Regions from separate parts of the Mus musculus genome. Here all the other regions are linked to region 1. The links are chromatin contacts, called in public Hi-C and HiChIP or PLAC-seq maps. All regions are on one chromosome and are shown on one strand. Each heading gives the region's core, a stretch centred on a gene start, on an enhancer-like site or on the middle of the called end of the contact. The rest is flanking DNA. Distances are from core to core; before and after follow the strand shown. Region 1 overlaps Inpp4b (inositol polyphosphate-4-phosphatase, type II). Region 2 has its middle 9.2 kb from the start of Gm31545. Region 3 overlaps Inpp4b (inositol polyphosphate-4-phosphatase, type II). Region 4 overlaps Inpp4b (inositol polyphosphate-4-phosphatase, type II). Region 5 overlaps Inpp4b (inositol polyphosphate-4-phosphatase, type II).

Region 1 (2,700 bases), core at 106-2,605:
TTAAAGGCTTGATCCTTTGTGCACCACTCCTGGGAGGTGATGGAGTCTCCAGGAGATCAGACCCCATGAGAAGTATTTAAGTTATTAGGGATTTGGCCCCTAGGGTGTTTGGAGAACCACTCTCTCCATTTCCCTCTTTAGCCGTCTAGCTATGGAATGAGCAATGTACTTCACCCATACTCTCTGTCATTGTCACAAGGAAGCCCACCATAGAGTAATGGATTTAGTCAGCCTGGGACTAGATATTTCAAAGCTTTTAGGCAACATAGATAGAACTTTGCTCTTTTCTAGGTCATTGTATTTTGACTAATACAGTCGGTAATGTAAGGAAGCCAAATCAGTATTTATTAGGGTAAGATAAATGCAAATTGAGTTTTCAATTCCTGGACCACAGTTAGGAAATGAATCATAAAGGCAAGAACAGGAAGAGAACACCCTCAGCCTGCAGAAATAACTATGAAGCAGCCAGACCCCAGCACACGCTCCTTTTCCTCAATTGCCTATCGCTGTCAGGATTTAACCTGCTTTTTCTATTTTCCCCTTAGGATATGTCTAGATTAGAGGCCTCAAGAGGGCCGGTGTCTAGGCTTATGATTAACATTGGCCACATGTATTGACTCACACAAAGAAACTCGCTGTACCTTGTGCTGAGGCATGCTCCCCAGTAATTTACCCTTCCATGCTCATATTGATGACTAGAATACTGTTCACGTGTGCACACCGAAAAGTTGAATTTTCAACACATGCTCACACAGAGGGGCTCAGAAAGAGCTGTAACTTTGCTGTCATAGCATGTGGGTTTTTGAAAGGGACATTCTAAGAGTATAGATCCCCATCCCCATCTCCTGTCCTTAACACTCAACCATGAAGGTGTTTTCATTTTGGTATTAAGTGAGATTTGTGTGTAATATAAAACACATGTTGGATACAGATTGGTTTGTGTTTACCTCAAACCATTGGGCATTTTGTCAGCTTCCTTTGGAGCTACTTCAGCTGTTCCTCTTCATAGAAATTCATGAGAAAATGAACAGAGCTGAGACATCTCTCAGCTCTTTGTAGGGCATTTAGTGGCTATTCGATCTTTTTAGCTTTTCTTCCCCCCCCCATATCTGAAAAGTTGTGATCCCAAAATTAAGACTGTCTACATGCTTTTGTGGAGTTAATTATTTTAAATGAGGAGAGAAAAATCAAATACCTGAGAAGAAAATGGCTCAGCAATTGGCAGGACAGCATTACACCACGCTACAGTTGGTTGCTACATGGCCCTTTTATTTTTCTCCCGAGTAACATAAGAGCCATTGAGCTCAGAGGACACGGACATCCTGTACAGGAAATAGATGGTGTGTGGAGGGGAGGGAGGGCACCCAGCAGTCATCCTTTGAATCCTTTAGCTAGTTTCACTTGAATACATTAGAGAAGGCTGTAAAAGGCTGGGAAGCAGAGATCTGCCTGGATGGCTTCCAGGTTCCATCAGAGCTCAGGAAAAGCTCAGCTAAGCCACATGCATTTTATGTTTTCCTGAGGAAAAATTCTGCTTGTTGGTCTCAGGGTTAAGGAGTCTCAGCAAGTTTTTATGAAGATACTAAAACATTCTCTTCATTTTTTCATCTGCTGCTGAAGGAAGCCCATGAGAGAACTACAATTCAGGGACTGCCAAGGTGATGAGCTATGAGGTACTGATGTGGTGGCAAACCATGATGCAAGCACAGGTGCTCTGCTTCCTAGGCACATCTTACCAATGTGTTTTCCCACGTATACACATGATCATACATGTGTGGTCATACACATGTGTAAAGTGGAAAAAAAACTAAACTCAGGAAAGTACATGTGAGTGCATGCATAGATTTTTACTTTGACCACAATGTAAAAAGAGATGGTTTTGTGTGAAGCACAAAACAGCCACCATGCAAATGGGGGACTATGGAAGGACATGACAGCAATGTGAGAAGAGTGAGCTCTTTTCCCCCAACCAATCATCAGCTTTAATAAGAAAATGGAAGCATAGTTTGCTCCTTGTAAGAACGCCATGAAATGTTCATTGTAGTAGGAAGACCATTTACGATCTGAACTCTGCCTCTCTCTGGCCCTCCATAGCCTAATGTGCTCACGTCAGAACTTGGGATTTGCAGAGTGCACTGGGTGTTAACATGGGAAAGAAACATGTAGTCATTGCAGTTGGCTGGGGCAGTTCCTTTAACTACTGGCAGAGCTGATAGTTTCTCTTTATAAAAGATACATATCTGTTACCTTCCTTGATGCCTTGTGTGTCTCCATAGAAAGCATACTGTCTTCCTCAAGTCATCTTACCATGCTCAAACACTTCCAACTCTTCAATTATAACGGTCTTCTAAATTCTCATTTTTCTTAAATTATAATCAAAAGTATATAATCACTATTTTTTTATAGAATGTGTGGTATTAAATGGAGATGCTGGAATGTTGCTAGTGAGTGAAATGCCTCCTGTTTCTCTTCAGTTTAGAGTACCTTTGTATTTCTATCCCTATTCTAGTAAAACTAGAAATGGTCTCTATCTTTCTCTCTTTTGTTTCCACCTCTGTCCCTCTCTCTTCTACTTTCCTCTATCCCACACTCTCTCATTCTGAAATTTATAAGTGGCCTGTGAAGCTTCCACTTTCAAAAACCTTTAAGAAAAGCAAACAGCTGTATTTCGCTTGAATTGACAAGCTCATTCAAGGACAA
Region 2 (2,700 bases), core at 22-2,521, 820 kb after region 1:
GCCAACCTTAGGACTGCCTACCCTGCACTTCTTCCTGTCTGAGAGGCTAAGTCCATTGCTTTTGAATATAGTCTTACCCAGAATCTTGCCAGTTGCTGCTGTATCTTTACCATCAACACAAGGTGCTGCCACAGTCTGAGACTTCCATGCTTGGGAATGCTTGGACTTTTGAGTTGAGTCTTTCTTCTTGTTTAGCTTCTTTGGGTCTGTGGAATGTACATGGTACCTGTATTTTATGGCTAATAACCACTTCTAAGCGAGTACATACCATACAGGTCTTTTTGGGACTGGGTTACCTCACTTAGGATGATATTCTCAAGTTCAATCCCTTTTTCTGAAAAATTCACAATGTTTTGGTTTTTAATAGCTGAATTGTATTTCATTGTGTAAATGTACCACATTTACTTTATCCATTCTCCAGTGGAGGGACATCTAGGTTGTTTTCAATTTCTGACTATTATGAATAAAGCTGCTGTGAACATAGTTGAATAAGTATCTTTGTGGGATGTTGAGTCACCTTTTGGCTTATATGTCCAGGAGTGGTATAGCTGGGTCTTGAGGTAGAACTATTCCCAGTTTTCTGAGAAAATGCCAAATTGATTTCTAAAGTGTTAGTACAAGTTTTGTCAGCCACTAGCAATGGTGGAGTGTTCCCCTTGCTCCACATCCTTGCCAACATGTGCTGTCACTTACATGAGTTTTTTGGTTTTTTTTGTTTTTTTTTTATCTTAGCCACTCTGATGGGTGTAAGATGGAATCTTAAGGTTGTTTTGATTTACATTTTCCCAATCTTTCTTTTAGTTGTCTACAGAAAAATTTAAATATAATGCACGCTGTTCTAGACTAGCAGGAACTTAGAGAGCAGATAGATCTTACAAAAGGGAAGTCTTTGGTTAAATGTCTGAGTCTGGTGAAGGCTGATATGACTCAGCAATTACCTTAGTGGCAGGCCCACACTCTCAGCCTGCCCTTAATCTTTACTGGCTGAATTAAATGATCATTTGGAGCTTACAGTGTTGACGAATGCTGGCTGCACTCTTTTGATCACCTTTGCTTCTGTCCATGCTTCCACCCTTTATAACTTACTGAAAACTCACCTGGTCATGACAAACTATGTGAAATCCAGCTGTTGGTTTGTGACCCCTTTGAGTTCCAGTCTGTGGCCTGAATTTTAAGCAAACTTGCTCAATTTTTAGACATGGTATAGGAGGGCCTGCTCTGTCTCCAAATACAGACCAGGACAGCAGCTGGGCATTTGTGCTCCCCATCTCTATGTGAACCAAGTTCCCTGACTCTTCTCAGCCACATTAGCCTGAATGCTGTCATTAGTCAGTAAACAATGGGAATTGTTTATCTTAACATCTGTGCTAATACATAATACGATGCTACACAGGCAAGGTACAGAACAGAATGATCTCTGTTTTTATTTCAGACTTCTTGGGAGTTCCTTTTCAGATTTATAAAAGCCACATCTTCTGCCCAGAGTAGGAGTGTCTGGCCACTTATGTGACAATAACGTAAGTTGGAATTTGGCCAAAGAACCAATAGCATTATCAGCCAGACACAGTCTTTCATCTTTTTGTCAGCTGTTAAGCAGAGATGTGAAAGGGTTCACATATGCCTTCCACATTGTTGAAATGACTCACAGGCCCACAGTGTGGGGTAGAGCTAGAACCTTTCAGACTCATAGCAAACAACATGGCAGGTACAATGATGATCTGTCCCGCAAGAGAAATCGAGGCACAGAGAAACTAAAGCCAAGGTCTGATGTTTGTGTCTCCCTAACAACAGACTCTCCTCTTTCCCCCACACATCACACAGTCAGTTTGAACCTGGAGCACACCTTCCCCATTAATCACCACTGCATTAATTAACTGTGCCTGATCATTTACCATGTACAAATTAGGATTAAAAGGCAAATAACACATTGTCTCTATGGCATCTCACAAGTGGAGAAATAGATGCTGAAGAGCCTTCCTTCCCCTGAACTATTCTAGAGCCACCTGCCCCCACTGCCCTCTTCCTCGTTAGCTATTATTGCTTGATTTTAGCCTACAAGGGCTATGTCAAGTACAGCCATCTTGTCTGCCTTAAACAACAGGGCTTTGCTTTCTCACAAGTGCACAATCTAGATGTGTGCTGGCTTCATTCCTTCTGAGGCTGCTCATCTGAGCTTGTGAATCGCAGCTGCTCAGGGTCTTCACATGACTATGTCCAAGCTTCTTTTATAATGGAGATGTTGTTCATACTTAAGGGCATACCTGACGCCCTCATTTTAATTTTAACTACCTCTTAATGATGCAATCTGCTATACTCACATTCTGAGATACCAGTGAGGACTTCAGTATATAATGGTGGGTGGAGGGGTTACAACTCAGCTCATAATACTATAGTAATATCTCTCCACCAATATCTCCATAAAGTGCTAAACTTCTGCAATGACTGCATACCCCCCTTCACCCAACACACACAGACACACAGAAAGACTTTAAAACCTTTCCCAGCCTGAGTCAGGAAAAGAACATAATTGTGCATGGTGTAAACCAGGCATACAACTAAGAGGTAAATGTTTCCTGGGGATAAACAGCCTTTGGGCTCCTCAGAATGGCCCTCTTTAGCTGTTTGCATAGGCTAATGTACATTTGTCTTATCAAAAATGTTATATAGGTTTAAAGCATAAGGGAAATTTACTCACCAAAA
Region 3 (2,700 bases), core at 182-2,681, 670 kb before region 1:
TCATTTGTTTAATTCTGAAATAAACATAGAAATGAAAAGAAATGGTACCTTTAATAAGTTCTCACCTGCTCAATTTCACTCAAGCTTCTTGTCATCATTCTTTGGTCCTCTTCCAGACTGAACTAAATCTGGACATTTGCTCTCAACTGCAATTCTGCCTGAAGCCTGAAGGACATCTGGTGGGCACTTTCTTCATCCTGCCTTGCTTCCTTCCTTCCTTCCTCTTTCCTATCCTTCTGCTGGTAAACATACTCAATATTTTCACTTATTCAAATGAATAAAACTCCCTTTCCCTCCTTTCTGTCCTCTGGCTACCTCCTTCCTCTTCCACAGAAGAGAACTAAGAACCAAGGCAGGAGTGTTCAAGATTTCCCACAGCTCTCATTTAAGTGTAGTCTAGCCTCCATCTCTATAGCTCCAGTGAAGGCAATCATGGTAACTGAAAAGGAGACTTTGTATATTTTAGGTATTTCTGTTTTTAATTTTACTTGATCATTTGGCAGTGTCAGAGACAGTTTTAACTCTTTTTTAAAAAAAATATTTTCTTGAATTTCTTGATACTGAATTCTTCCTAAACTTTAATTTTTGAATATAAAATACATGTACTGCATTATATAAGAAAAACTGAGCATGTCTATGCCTCTCCATATGCCTCTATTGTTCTGTGATTTGAATGATGTTAATCATTGGGTCAATCTGCGTAGATCAGACATGTCTAGCTTTTTATTTTTGTAGGCATCTCATAAATATTTAACCTTATGAGTTGTGACTAATTCACAGCCTCCTGTTAGAGACTCTTTACCAATGTCTGCCTAAAGTTTAGTGTAGAATCTACTCTATAGGGAGAGGACAATTTGTAATAATTGCATGGATGGGTGATCATAAGGCATCCATATAGAGTCTGATTGGTTTGTTGAACTATGAATGGGAGGGGGTTGGAAAAGACATAGAATCAGAAGTTCCAAATGATTTCACTTTATGTCAGCTTTCTGAGAGTATTGAATCTCCTCCTGGGAGCTATATTTTGACTTTTGACTTGTCTATACCTCCATACTGTAGAAAAGCTTAAGTGTTTTTGCTGTTTACTTTAACATTATATATCTGTGATAAGTGTGGTTCGGAGCTCTCAGCAGCCCCAGAAGTGATGGAGGTATTTTATTCTGTGAGCAAGATATTATTGAATCTCTTTTAGTAGATTTTGGCGGATTATTGTTGGCTTCCTCCCGCCCCCCCCCCCAATTAACCTTAGGACCTTTTAGTTTATGAGTGGATGGCTGGTTTTGAAGACTCTGTTTCAAGTGAAACAGATAAAATAAAATTAACTTCTGCTAATATTCAGAGCATGCAGCACCTTGACTACACAGAAGAGCAGCTTGAGCCAGTACAGCATGACTCAGATGCCAGCAGCACAGGCTTGGCTGGGAAATTCTTCCCACAAAGAACGGTTTGAGAGAACAAGTCATTGCTGAGGAGAGACAAACAAGTGATGCTAAGAAGCCCTGGCTTTGCCAAATGAGAGGCGACAATCCTGGATTGTCAGCATGCCAGGGTCTGATTTGTGCTCCCCAGGCAGATTTTGGATACAGTAGAGGGAGAAAGAGCCTGGGAGGTGATGGAGCAGCAGAAGGCATCAGAGGGCCTGTAGCAAAAGTCAAGATGCTTCAGTCTCAGGATCTGGAACTGAGAGCTATCTCAACAAGACTGCAAACTTCCAGGGCTTTTCAAAAGAAAACGGCTGTTGTACCTAATCTTGGCTATTTTCAAGAATGTGCTCGGTCATTCATTCTCCCTGTGTGCTTGAAGGTGGAGAGCTCTGGAGAGAGTGAATAAGAGACAGGCTTAGCTGGCTGTGAGTTTCTACTGAGAAGTAACATTGTAAAGAACAGTTCCCTGGGAAAGATTCTATAAGCAAGGATCAGGCCACCACAGATCTTTAGTCACTGAGCAATTTCAAATAACTGGAGTGGGAAAAAGTGTTATTTAGTTTTTAGTTTTCTGTTTTTTTTCTTGTGCATGTGATTTAAAATTTACACACAATAATTATACAAGCATCATGCCTTGCTAGAGCACTAAAATTACTTCTCGTATTTGATTATGACATAGTGCTCTCTGCCAACTCCCCCTCCCTCTCTCCTCTCTGCTGTCTCTGGTTCTTGGCAACCACCATTCTACTCTCACCTTGTGTGACTTAAACTCTTTGGACTCCAGATAGGAGCAAACTCATGTAGTAGCTGCTTTTCTGAGCTCGGTCTATTTCACTTACTATGATGATGCCTAGTTCTAGCCATATTACTGCAAATCACAGCATTTTATTGACTTTTTATGGCTGAAGACTGTGCTATAGTCATTTATTGCAAAGTGAAGCTCCTCAGACCAGGGCTGGAAGATGCCCCAATCCGTGGGTGTAGCAAGAAGTCATTAGGATTGGGTTTAGTGCTATGTCTATTTATCGAGTAATGATAGTAGGTTCCCCAGGGTCTAGGACCAGTCAGTCTAGTCAGGTATGAATTTAAAGGCATGAAGTGGTCAGTCACTCCCATGATGTTTGTGCGTTTGTGCCTCTATGGCACTGATGGGCATGTCTTGACAGGTTATTCCTTGTAGCTTTCAGGGTTCACAGCTGGGTATAATTGATATTAAGCATTTAAATCTTTTTTTTTTTTTTACATACCTGTTAGGAATTTGTATGTCTTTTGTAGA
Region 4 (2,700 bases), core at 63-2,562, 540 kb before region 1:
TTATAAGAGAAAGCCTTATACTGGGTAACAGGAATGTCTCTGAAAGCTAGATGCTCAAGACAGTTACTAGGATTCAGTATGGTGAAGGACTGGCCTTATTTTTTCCTCAAGCAATAGAAGGGGAGAATGTCAAATAGTTGCCTCTAGCCCCCTTTCTAATGGGACCATTAGTTCTGATCACCAGGAGGTCTTATTCTCATGTTCCCAAAAGACCTTCCTTAAACCCATCATGTTGGTAGTTAAGTTTCACTGTATGAAACTAGATAGGACCCATACAGACAACAGCAATGGCTAGACATTTGTCTTAAAAACCTATCATAAAGACAGAAGTACATGGACTGCAGTCACACCCATGTGAGCTCTCAGGCCTACTATGATAGGAAGAAGAAGTCATGATTAGCTATAGTCATCCTTTCTTTTAATAAACGCCTTCGGCCTCTCTCTATGGGCCATTAACTCTAGATGCTGGGATACAGCAGCCTACAAAACAGAGAGAAATCCCTTCTCTGCTGGATTTTATGTCATACTAAGAAGAGACAGATGGTAAACAAATGTCTATCACTCTAGAAAAGAGCTATAGAGAAAAGCAAGGGAAGGAGGGAGGCAGGGCATCTGTGGCAGGGTGAAGTTTCATATTTAAATTGGCAGGCCTGGAAGTCGCCAGTCAGATGCTGTTTAAGCAAAGACCTGAAGAGGTCAGTGAGTGGTCTGATCAAATGGATGGGCCAATTGAATTTTCTCTTTACCAGGACTGTGGGTCATGTATGCCAGCTCTGAGTTCAGACAGAGGAAAAAAAACAAGTCCATTGCAATAATCTTCACATGAGATGGTGGTGGATAGGGTTAGGTTAGTCAAACTGGAGGTGACACATGGCAGAGATGGTGACCTAGCAGATCTGTAACATCTCAAAGGCTGCAGCTGTTCTGCACAAGTTCTGAGGTCAGATTCAGGGCAGGGAACCGGGAAACAAATAAAAACACAGAGAAACCTTGGGAAGGCAGAACGATTCATTAGAGAGTGAAGCCAGAGAAGCAAAGATTATTCAAGCTTATAGGGGTCTGGGTAATGTTCAACACTACAGAGAACTTAGCAGGAATGTGCCCAAGAGGGGTGCACCACATTTGACAGGCAGGAGGCCATCAGTGGCCTCATCAAGGCAGCTTTGGCTGGTTGCTGAAGCTGAACATCTGAAAAATGGAGAAGTACACAGTGAAGATATGGATTGCCCTTTCAGGAAGCCTGATAGATACTGACACAACAGTCAAAGTTGTTATCATAATCCACAGTGAGATGTACATTTCCTCCAGTGATCTGCACATGTGCACAGACAGCATCCTGTACCACCAGAGCTGCTTTGTGACTTAATGAGTTCTCATGTGTATAGTGTATGCCAACATTCTTCATCTCCCTCATATAATATATTTTTAAAAATGCTTGCCAACAACAGATAAATTGATTCTGACTCTATCTCTAATATTGATTTATAATTTCCAACAATTTCATACACAACAGTTGACTAAAGAATTGCCACCTATAAGCTCATACTCAACCAGAAGGGCTGGCATCATATTTTGGACATTATGATCAAACTTTTAGACACATCATCCTTTCTTCATGTGTGGGATTTATACTCTTCGTGGTAGCACAGTTGTACAGAGAGTGGTTAGCATGTGCACGATCATGAGATTTATCTGTAACACAAAGAAAAAAGTAGAAAAAAAAGATTTGCCCTTGATGTACAGTTACAGTCACATTGTGTTCATAAGAAATCATTTCCTGCCAACAAAACGACATGGGTGTCTCCCTGTTTTGATTTTATTCTGTCTCTGTGATGTCTAATATTTGATCTGTAACCTTTGATCTGTGATCAGGCACAGGATAACTGTACTGGGGAGCTTGGTCCTCAGATGAAATATAGAATGGATCTTTCTTGAATAGGAGTTGGCATATATTATGGAAGAATAGACATCAAATACAAAAATGGCATTTAGTGATATATTTTTGAAAGGCAGAAAATCAGCATAAACTAATGAAAGCAATTTCTTCTTGGGCTGAAAGTCTGCATTAATAGAATTGTAAGGATTTTAAAGCAGAATGGACAATAAAATTTAAACAGTGAACAGAGGAAAGTATTGTAAGATCAGATATCAATCTTCTGTGCTACAGGATAGATCTGTCAGGTTTCAGTAGGAAGGTGAAAATAGAGATCTCTGAGGAACAGAGTGGATGCAAGCAGTGCTCCTTTGAGATTGGGTAGTTCCACACAGAGCTAGGTTTGTTGACTGACAATGAGAAGACAAGGGCTTTCTGTTTGGCTTTGGAAGGACCTCTCACCCTGAGCATGTATGATAAAAGAGGTTACTGAAGATTTGGGCTAGTCTGAGTGGGTGTGCTGCTGGGAGATCAGGACTTGGCTATTGATAGGTGAGCAGTTGTCAATTTGCAGATTCAAATCTTGCCTTTTCCTTTTGTTTTAAAGCGAAGGCCACAAATTGGCAACCTACCCAAAACATACAACACTCATAAATTTGTTTTTTTTCCTCCCTAGTATTTTATTCATAATATTTCAGATTTTATTCAACAGTAGCAAAATGCTACAGAAGTTCAATTTTTGTTCTTTGCTTTGCTTTTAGGGAAAAAAAAGTGGAAAATGTATCCTTTGCCCACATATTGGGACTTACTATTACTTACTATTTTGG
Region 5 (2,700 bases), core at 64-2,563, 580 kb before region 1:
AGGTATGGGACCACATAGAATCTAACAAATCAAGCTGGCCAGCAGGTCATGTTGGATATACATAAATATCTCATGAGAAGGGAAATGACAGGATTATATTTCATCACTATTGTTGACCATTCTATTCATAGCAGTTAGGTGCTCAAATGTACAAATGGAAGAATTTGAAGTAAAATTCTGTCACTTCATCAGGTATCTTAGTTAGAGTAACTTGCTATGATAAAACACCATGACCAGAAGCAACTTGAGGAAAAATGGGACTATTTTCCTATTTGTTACCACAGTTTATTATTGAAGGTAGATAGGGCAGAAAATTAAATAGGTTAGGAACCTGGAGGCAGAAGCTGATGCAGAGTCCATGGAGGAGGATTGTTTATTGGATTACTCCTCTTACCTTTCTAAGCCTGGTTTCTTACAACTCAGGACTGTCAGCCCAGAAGTGGCATCACCCACATTAGACTGGACCCTCCTATATCAATCATTTATTAAGAAAATACACTACAGGCTTTTCTAATGCCTGATATTTTGGAGCCATGTTCTTAATTGATATTACTTCCTCTCAGGTAATTCTTGCTTGTGTCAAGTTGGCATGAAAACTAGCTAGTCCATTAGGTCAAGACATAACTCACCAGTATAATGTTAAATCTGATGTATAGTCTTATAACACTATTGTTTAGAACATATTTTAACTATTAGGTTGCAATAAAATGACTTTTTTTTTAAAGTAAAGTTCCTTGGGTGGTACATCTATAGAGTTGTCAAAATAAAGGATTTTAATTTTTGCATGTCCTTAGACAGATGCATCTCCTCTACCTTCTCCTAGACGGGGTGTCTCAGGAAATATTTGTACTGTTCTGAACAAAATCTATAGATTCCAGCTCCATATTTATCTCAAAGGAGATACATAGGAAACCCTTTGTAGGTTACAAGTGACTTCCTGTTGGTAATCCTGCTCCTTCCCTTGGTCCTAGTATAAAATGAAAATTTGCCTTTCTTCAAAGAGCGCTTAGGTTGTATAATAAAGTGTGGCTGATAAAGAAAGCACATCTTTTCCTTTTTGAGAGATTTATAGAAGCAGACTCTTAGCTTTCAGGCTGTTGGTACCTGATCATGTAAAATATAATCTTATTTAAAGGACGACAGAGTGTCTGTAAGAGTCCAGTTCTTGCTGTTTGGCAGCTGCGTTCTATGACTCTTTCAAGGACAAAGAAGGGCTCATTAAGTCCAGAATTTCCCCAGCTGGTTGCTTTAACATCACATAGTAAAGCCAAGAAAGGACAAAGCCTCCTTGTTCTCCTACGGCAACCGGCAGGATGTTCAATTCTGGCACAGGAAAGACAGAGCTTTTTAAGCATTTGGAGTAGAGGCTGGGGCAGGAGAGAGACAACTGAGAACACGTGTGTCACATGGACTCTACACGTGAGATTTGACACTGGTATTCAGGAACACATGAAATGTCACCTCCTGACCTCACACTCCCCTGACTGGGAGTCAGCTTTGGCCTCCTGCATCTCTGCTTCCTACATGGAACAGTTTTAATTTTCTATCTTAGCTGCCTATGGTGAGAATCACTGGTTTTTATAGTCAGCTTGGATAACTCCTGGTTGCCAGTGCTTGGTGTGGGCTTTACATATTGTAAGGTATGTTCCACATCCTAAGTTGTGTTAAACTGGTAAAAATGGAAATTTGTTTTGGGAAAAGCAGATGGATGCAGAATAAAGAAAGCATCAGCAATAGTGGAATAATTTTAAAATTCATGGAAAACTACTGGAAATGTGAGAAACAAAATGTACAGTGGTCAGAACTAGTTAAAAATATGAGGTAACCTAAGTTTCGCATTAATTGTCTCTTTTGGAGAATGTACAAAATCATCCAGGCCCAGGGACTGTTTGTAGTTTTCCTTTTCATATATCAGCATGATGCCGTTTAATGGTTTAAATAATTCCAGAGTGAAAATGCAGCATTTACTTTTGGTCTGCTCAGCCTGGTGACTGTCATACAAAGACCCTTCCTCCTTCCCTGTGTGTCTGTCCTGCCAGGCACGATTTGCTCTCTGGTTCCTTTCCTTTGCTTCTAGCTAGTCTGCTGCCATCCTGAGTTTTGGTATCAGTTTCTGTATTTCCTGGTAAAAATCACCCTGTGGTGTCATCAGATCTTCCCATATTCTCTGCATTGTTACACAGTGCCTGAGCTTTTCCTGCCTTCCTGGTTCTGCACTTGCCCCTGGAGCTTTGCCCATTCAGAAAGGACCATGAGGTGGTAAAATACCATGATTTTCATCTCTCCCCACCATTTTCCCACTGAATTGGATCTTTAAAATGTGGGACTCTTAGTCTGCCCTGTCAAGGTCACTAAAATGAGTTTCATTTATCCTGAGCACAAATCAGAACAAATCCAACTACAAGTGACTAATTTTCTTCTCTTTATACTTTTGAGTTTTTCCAAATATTCCTTACTAAAAAGAACATTACAATGAGTAGCTATAATAGTGGTCTCATGTCTTTTTAGTGTGGCAGGCACAGGGCTATGTTCTTTAAAGGCATTTTTTCACTTCATTCTGCAGCAGCCATGTAAGGTTTGCATTACTGTCTCATTCTCCATGTCAAATACTTCATTTGAGCCTCTTGAGTATGCTTATGATTCCAAAGATGAAGCTATTGATTGCTATACTCCTCTCAGTTGCCAGGATGAGAAAAGATT

Evidence for each region. Hi-C and Micro-C count contacts between places; a contact is called where the count stands out from the background. HiChIP or PLAC-seq counts read pairs in DNA pulled down with a chosen protein or histone mark.
Region 2: a contact with region 1 is called in a Hi-C map of uterus, with 4 times the contacts expected there. The contact joins two enhancer-like sites. A contact is called at or near these places in 10 of 39 promoter capture datasets (the 3T3-L1 cell line, 3T3-L1-derived adipocytes, the HPC-7 cell line and 5 more), 1 of 15 datasets of contacts at CTCF or cohesin (large pre-B cells) and 18 of 484 Hi-C or Micro-C datasets (3T3-L1-derived adipocytes, the AML12 cell line, the G1E-ER4 cell line and 12 more).
Region 3: a Hi-C map of cortical neurons shows a contact between it and region 1, with 4 times the contacts expected there. The contact joins two enhancer-like sites. A contact is called at or near these places in 21 of 484 Hi-C or Micro-C datasets (the AML12 cell line, CD4 T cells, the G1E-ER4 cell line and 11 more) and 1 of 115 datasets of contacts at active chromatin or transcription factors (oligodendrocyte precursor cells).
Region 4: a contact with region 1 is called in an H3K27ac HiChIP or PLAC-seq map of regulatory T cells, with 5 times the contacts expected there. The contact joins two enhancer-like sites. A contact is called at or near these places in 1 of 39 promoter capture datasets (hippocampal neurons), 1 of 15 datasets of contacts at CTCF or cohesin (the NIH/3T3 cell line), 17 of 484 Hi-C or Micro-C datasets (B cells, the MC3T3-E1 cell line, MC3T3-E1-derived osteoblasts and 10 more) and 2 of 115 datasets of contacts at active chromatin or transcription factors (memory CD8 T cells and regulatory T cells).
Region 5: an H3K27ac HiChIP or PLAC-seq map of oligodendrocyte precursor cells shows a contact between it and region 1, with 13 times the contacts expected there. The contact joins two enhancer-like sites. A contact is called at or near these places in 2 of 15 datasets of contacts at CTCF or cohesin (the NIH/3T3 cell line and large pre-B cells), 2 of 484 Hi-C or Micro-C datasets (the 3T3-L1 cell line and neural progenitor cells) and 2 of 115 datasets of contacts at active chromatin or transcription factors (large pre-B cells and oligodendrocyte precursor cells).

Annotation. Positions count from the first base shown.
Region 1 is chr8:82,026,201-82,028,900 of GRCm38.p6, forward strand. All of the region lies in intron 17 of Inpp4b (inositol polyphosphate-4-phosphatase, type II), which reads left to right. Among named protein-coding and RNA genes, the nearest start is that of Gm25267, 130 kb to the right of the region's middle. Within about 2 kb of position 1,356, at least 35 of the 459 cell types and tissues checked have an H3K27ac peak or open chromatin away from gene starts, as enhancers often do. A contact at or near this core is called in the G1E-ER4 cell line, Th1 cells, cortical neurons and 4 more, where this site is marked.
Region 2 is chr8:82,845,355-82,848,054 of GRCm38.p6, forward strand. No RefSeq gene overlaps it. Among named protein-coding and RNA genes, the nearest start is that of Gm31545, 9.2 kb to the left of the region's middle. Within about 2 kb of position 1,272, at least 31 of the 459 cell types and tissues checked have an H3K27ac peak or open chromatin away from gene starts, as enhancers often do. A contact at or near this core is called in the G1E-ER4 cell line and uterus, where this site is marked.
Region 3 is chr8:81,359,215-81,361,914 of GRCm38.p6, forward strand. The region is part of intron 1 of Inpp4b (inositol polyphosphate-4-phosphatase, type II); the gene reads left to right. Among named protein-coding and RNA genes, the nearest start is that of Gm51582, 18 kb to the left of the region's middle. Within about 2 kb of position 1,432, at least 37 of the 459 cell types and tissues checked have an H3K27ac peak or open chromatin away from gene starts, as enhancers often do. A contact at or near this core is called in cortical neurons and oligodendrocyte precursor cells, where this site is marked.
Region 4 is chr8:81,490,224-81,492,923 of GRCm38.p6, forward strand. The region is part of intron 2 of Inpp4b (inositol polyphosphate-4-phosphatase, type II); the gene reads left to right. Among named protein-coding and RNA genes, the nearest start is that of Gm51582, 150 kb to the left of the region's middle. Within about 2 kb of position 1,313, at least 24 of the 459 cell types and tissues checked have an H3K27ac peak or open chromatin away from gene starts, as enhancers often do. A contact at or near this core is called in Th1 cells and regulatory T cells, where this site is marked.
Region 5 is chr8:81,450,953-81,453,652 of GRCm38.p6, forward strand. The region is part of intron 1 of Inpp4b (inositol polyphosphate-4-phosphatase, type II); the gene reads left to right. Among named protein-coding and RNA genes, the nearest start is that of Gm51582, 110 kb to the left of the region's middle. Within about 2 kb of position 1,314, at least 31 of the 459 cell types and tissues checked have an H3K27ac peak or open chromatin away from gene starts, as enhancers often do. A contact at or near this core is called in neural progenitor cells and oligodendrocyte precursor cells, where this site is marked.